Regions from separate parts of the Mus musculus genome. Here region 2 is linked to region 1. Evidence: chromatin contacts called from public promoter capture Hi-C data. All regions are on one chromosome and are shown on one strand. The core of a region is the stretch at or near the end of the contact, and the rest is flanking DNA. Distances in the headings are between cores, read along the strand shown. Region 1 holds the start of Etv3l (ets variant 3-like). Region 2 holds the start of Kcnn3 (potassium intermediate/small conductance calcium-activated channel, subfamily N, member 3).

What was found. Promoter capture Hi-C pulls out the DNA fragments that hold promoters and counts their contacts.
Region 2: a contact with region 1 is called in a promoter capture Hi-C map of liver, with 2.8 times the contacts expected there. The contact joins the promoter of Kcnn3 here to the promoter of Etv3l in region 1. A contact is called at or near these places in 2 of 39 promoter capture datasets (liver and pre-B cells).

The regions. Positions count from the first base shown.
Region 1 is chr3:87,548,797-87,551,709 of GRCm38.p6, forward strand. It overlaps Etv3l (ets variant 3-like), which reads left to right and starts at 1,261. Exons shown (of 6, transcript NM_001370856.1): 1 at 1,261-1,439.
Region 2 is chr3:89,518,503-89,521,461 of GRCm38.p6, forward strand. It overlaps Kcnn3 (potassium intermediate/small conductance calcium-activated channel, subfamily N, member 3), which reads left to right and starts at 1,662. Exons shown (of 8, transcript NM_080466.2): 1 at 1,662-2,902. The coding sequence starts at 1,967.

The sequences.
Region 1 (2,913 bases), core at 11-2,510:
GCAAGGGGCAGGCCAGCCTGCTGCACTGCAGACCCAGCACCTACGACAGACAGCAGGATGCTAACTACATCTCCTCTTCCCTTCACCGTGTGTCTCCTCTTGCCCATCACTGTGCGAGGTTACCCTTCCTGCATGGCTCTGGCCTACGGAGCCCTGCCTTCACCAGGACCCTCCCTCCCTCCCTGAGGCCCAGCTCTTGTCTTCCATCAATCAGCCCCTCTCCCACCTGTCCATCACGCTAGCTTCGGTTGATTTAACCAGAAAACAAGCCCAGAATGTAATTCCGTGCCCTCCATCCCATCTCCATCAGCTCAGAAGGCAGTATGCTGAGGGGTGGGGGCATGGCCTCCCAGAGTCAGTGAAGACAGGAAAATCATACTGATACCAACAACATCCATCAGCCTTCTCCCTGCTTGGGGCTGGAAAGCTGAACACAGCCCTGACAGGCTCCAGGGTGGCTTGGTCCCAGGTATCAACCTGAGATCCTGTTCCTTAGGCATCTCAGCTAAGTTCTCATCTCCTCCCCAAGATGTCCTGGGAATTCTAGCCCTTATCTTGTTCCTCACTGAGCTGTCTGATACTCCTGTAGTCACTGTCTCCTAACTGGCTTAGTCTTTAGTTGGAAGTTCTTCCTGTTGTCTAACTTCAAGTCAAATTAGTAAGGTCTTAAAAAAATTTTTTTAATCTCTAGAACCATAAGAGAGTAAACATATTATGTGCCTTTAAATCTTTAGAAAAATGACCTTGAGTAACTATCATGTGGAAGATGGGACTCACTGGTGGAAGAATTTGCCTAGCCATGTCTCCAGTACTAAGGAGTAAGTAAAAAATAATATACTTTAAAATATATTTCATCTATATCATTTTATTCTAGCCAAAGAAGGAAAGTTACAGGTTGTGACAATCTGGCACTAGTGAGTGAGTGAGTGAGTGAGTGAGTGAGTGAGTGAGTGAGTGAGTGAGTGAGTCAGTGAGTCAGTGAGTGAGTGAGTGAGAGCGCATCTCAAGCAAAGGCTGGAGTCACGTTTAAGTCTGGGAGGTATGAGGTCAGTTTTTAGATCTGAACTCCGATCTCCACAGAATGCTACACAAGAAAGAATGGATGGCTAGACAACTCGCAGGACGTCCCAGCAGGTCAGTAACCTTGAGAAGAATTGAAAAGGAGGAAGTGTCCCTAGCAGGTACTTTAGGAGCCAGCCACCCCACAGGAAGAGCCCCTACTCTGCTGCAAGGTGGACACATGTGTGGGGTGTCTGTATAAGGCATCGAGCCGTGCCACTGGCTCTCAAAGGGTTAATGGTGCTGTCTGCAAACGACCTTGGCTCCCCTGGGAGCTTGGAGATCCCCGCTCTCATTTTAAGTAACCCTAACGCGATGAGCAAGGGCAAGGAGCGAGTCAGAAGGAACCAGACTGCGCGCAGAATTGATGATCCAAAGCGGTAAGCCATCCTGGCAGGTCTGAGACGGGGGCTCCTCTGTGCACCCGGATATGGAGCCAGTTATGGGACAGTTGGGAAGTGGGGCGGAAGGAGCTGAAGCCCACAGGTGTGGCGAGGCTTTTCTTTCTCCAGAGGAATGGCACAGAGCTGGAGTTGTGTGCTCAGGGCAGAGAGCTTTCCGGCATCTGTGGGAGGATGTCACAGGGACACTGGTTCAGTGTAGCAGGGAGTTCTTCTATGAAGGTGGGGCCAGTATCTACTATCTGGAACAGACAAGACTCTGGGGTGAATGATGAGCAAATAACCAAGCTCTCAGCCAACTTCTCATCCTGCTAGCCTTGTGGGTCCTTAGGAGCCATGCCCCTGCCCAGGCTCATTGCTCCAGGGCACGGGTTGGGGTGGGGGTGGGGGTTTCGGGGGACGACGATAGTCGGGTCGGTCGGGGGTAAAAGGCCAGTTGTTGAGGCTGACTGGGGAGCAGATGGAGGCAGCCGAGTTGGGGAGCATCACGGAGTGGGTGGAGACAGGACAGAGAATTCCTCCTGAGCCTGGCAGGATGAACTAAAGGGATGCATGCCTCTGGTGGGGCAAGAGGGTTCTGCTCCATCCACCTGCCCCTCTTCCTTTCTCACACCGTTTCCCAAAGTACTAGGGCCAAGAATCCTGACGTATGAGAGCCCTTATGGTAGTGAGCACAGATGCAGGCTAGAGAGGCAGGTGCGATGCCAAGAGAAAGTTTCAAACTCTCTCCAAGCCCTGGGTCAGGGTCGGGGTGGAGGGGGTTTGATCTCTCTGGCTTTGTCAAAGGACAGTGGAGCCTCCTGGGCATAGAGACTCAAGCACAGAATCAGCTGAGAGAGCTTCAGACTTGATAGAAAGTGAAGGGCTCAGGTCTAGCCTGGAGGTCTGGGCTAGATGTAGACACGGGATTGGTTTTTATGGACGGAGGCCTTGGATGCTGGGATGCAGGGTTGCGGGCTACCTCTGCTTGCTGCCGGGTTTTCCGGCTGATCTAACGCCCTGCCCTGGGCAGTGATGAGCTCACCCAGCTCAACTGTTTGCTGGAACTTTCATCTCCTGCCTGCCTTGCCCTGCTGCCCCCTTAGTGCCTGCTGCACGGGATTTCTTGTTCCTGGTGGGGAGACTAAGGGCCGGGGTGGGATGTTCGGGAGGCTTCCCTAAGGAACATTGGATAAGAATATGATGAATGAGACCAGCACTGTGGGAAGAGAGTGGGCACCAGAGGCAGTTGTGGAAAGGGAGCAGCCCAGGGTAGGGGGAGACAGAAAAGGGCGGGCAAGAGGCAAAAGTGGCAAAGCCCGCCACACAGAACAGGGCTGGATGATCGGTGGTGAGACTGAGACCAGGAGAGACCAGCCACCCAGACAGGGAGCAGGGGTGAACAGAGACCGCACAGAGCTGAGGAGGGAGCACAGGAAACAGCCCGACAAGAGGAAGCCACAGGTGAGAAGGA
Region 2 (2,959 bases), core at 412-2,911, 2.0 Mb after region 1:
ACATTGCTCCATCATCATTGATAGCAATCTTGTGCAAGATTGATTGTCATTATCAGGTAGCTGAGGGTGTGGTTTATGGTGCAAGCAGTTTACTCTCAGTCTTCATAGCAGCTTGCAGAGGCGAGGACTGGTATGCAGAGGGCACTCAGCTCATTGGTGGGAACTCTACCATGCTCCCTGGCATGGCGATTTGATGCTTGCTATTCAGGGGGAAAGCTCTGGAAGCATGATGGGTGTGTGTGAGCAAGTGTGTGCTCATACCTGTACACGGGTGTGACCACACACATGCATCTGGATATGTGTACTTCCACACTTATCTAGGGGAGACACTAGACAGAGGCCTGAGGATGGTGGGGAGCTGGGAAGTGGATAGGAAGATGCTCCCTCTTAGAGCCCAGGTGTGCCTAGAGGAATTCATAGCACTCCCCCCCCCAATTGCTAAGGCTGTCCCAATTAAAAATGGAAATAAATTCATCTCTGGTCTTGTCCCCTTGGAGAGTCTTCTGCACACAGTGGGAGTCTAATAAATACTTTATGAGGAGGAGTCTGAACCAGGGAAGCCAGCAGCTGTTTCCAGCTCTGACTCTCAGAGACCCATGGGGCAGATCAGACATGGAGCCACTGGGATTTCCAGTCGTCCTCATCGACCCTGAGGTGACTCCAGACCCAGCTGTTCTGGAAGAGGCTGGATCCAGGTTACTAAAACATCCTGCTTTGGGGAAGTTGGCTCTTCCTTGACAGATTCTCTTTGGCCCTTTCCCATCCATCATGTGGATACTATTTATTGAACAGCCACTGTGTGTTGATCATCATGGGGGGGGGGGAGCATCTAGGCAGCGGAAGAAGAGTGGTGGACTCAGGCTGATCTCTGCTCAAATCCTAGTGCCTTTAATTACAAGCTGGGTGACAAGAGCCATATTTCTTATCTGCGTGTGAGTGGGCTTCTTTTCTTTCCTTTTTCCTTCTTTTATTTCTTTTTTTAGGATGATGACGTCACTTCATAGGGTTGATGTGAGGATTGGAAATAACAGAGGCTCCTGTACACAGCGCAGGTGCTCTGACAGTGGTAGGTAGGTGAGCTTCTCCCTGTCAGGAGTGGGTCCCTTCTGCTTCTGTCAGTTTATGCTCAATGCCTCCCGGTGTTAATTTTCTTTGTAAAATATGAGCACAGTCCCTATCCCCTTGGGCTTTTGGAAGATGTACCTGGAATCCAATGTGTAAAACAACCTGTACAGATACTGGCTATTAATCAACGTTTGTCCTCCGGTCCCGGTTTCCCCAGCATGGTGACAGCTTCCCCTTTAGGGTGCTCTCGATCCCTTCCTTTCATCGCCCCAGCGCCAACATTCAGCCGGGATTGCTGTGGGCATCAGTATCCTGACCGTACCTTTCAGAGGAAAGAAGGCAGGTGCTCAGCTTGCGGGTGGAGTGTGGAGGGGTTGGAGTGGTAGTGGTCTTGGAGCAAAAACTACAGTTCCCAGCCCTCGTTGCGCTGCCACCCGGCGAGGAGCGAAGGATGGCAGGCCCCTTCTTGGAGGCGGAGCCTGAGAGGGAGGCGGAGTTTGGAGGGGTTGGAGAGTTAAGCCAAGCCAATGAAACCGCTGGCTAATAAGTGGGCTTGGCTTGCCATATAACAGTGTCAGGAGGAGGAGAGCGAAGCTATTGAGCCAGCGAGGAGTGAAGCTGAGTCTGCTTCATACACTCCTAGAGGACCGCCTTCAGAATAGAGTTCTTTTCGCCCCTTCCTCCTTCCCCCGGCTCCTCTCCTGGCTTTTCTACCCGCCCAATACAATGCATACTCGAGTGGCAGCCCCAGAGAACTGAAGCAAACCAAAGAGAGAGGACTGGAGCCAAGACACTTCTGGTGGGGAATCTTGGATGCCTGGCTTTCTTTGAGGTCATCTTTGGAACGAGGGTGGCTTTGGGGTGGAGGGTCGTGCTGCAGGGAACTCAGCCAGGCCCCAAGATGGACACTTCTGGGCACTTCCATGACTCGGGGGTGGGGGACCTGGATGAAGACCCCAAGTGTCCCTGTCCATCTTCTGGGGACGAGCAACAGCAGCAGCAGCAACCGCCACCACCGCCAGCGCCACCAGCAGTCCCCCAGCAGCCTCCGGGACCCTTGCTGCAGCCTCAGCCTCCGCAGCCTCAGCAGCAACAGTCGCAGCAGCAGCAGCAGCAGCAGTCGCAGCAGCAGCAGCAGCAGGCTCCACTGCACCCCCTGCCTCAGCTTGCCCAACTCCAGAGCCAGCTTGTCCATCCTGGTCTGTTGCACTCTTCTCCCACGGCGTTCAGGGCCCCCACTTCAGCCAACTCTACCGCCATCCTCCACCCTTCCTCCAGGCAAGGCAGCCAGCTAAATCTCAATGACCACTTGCTTGGCCACTCTCCAAGTTCCACAGCCACAAGTGGGCCCGGTGGAGGCAGCCGGCACCGGCAGGCCAGCCCCCTGGTGCACCGGCGGGACAGCAATCCCTTCACGGAGATAGCTATGAGCTCCTGCAAATACAGCGGTGGGGTCATGAAGCCCCTCAGCCGCCTCAGCGCCTCTCGGAGAAACCTTATCGAGGCTGAGCCTGAGGGCCAACCCCTCCAGCTCTTCAGTCCCAGCAACCCCCCAGAGATTATCATCTCCTCCAGGGAGGATAACCATGCCCACCAGACTCTGCTCCATCACCCCAACGCTACCCACAACCACCAGCATGCCGGCACCACGGCCGGCAGCACCACCTTCCCCAAAGCCAACAAGCGGAAAAACCAAAACATTGGCTATAAGCTGGGACACAGGAGGGCCCTGTTTGAAAAGAGAAAGCGACTGAGTGACTATGCTCTGATTTTTGGGATGTTTGGAATTGTTGTTATGGTGATAGAGACCGAACTGTCTTGGGGTTTGTACTCAAAGGTAGGGACTGTGGTTTCTCTTTATACATTCAACAAAAGGAGTATGTAGACGAGAGAG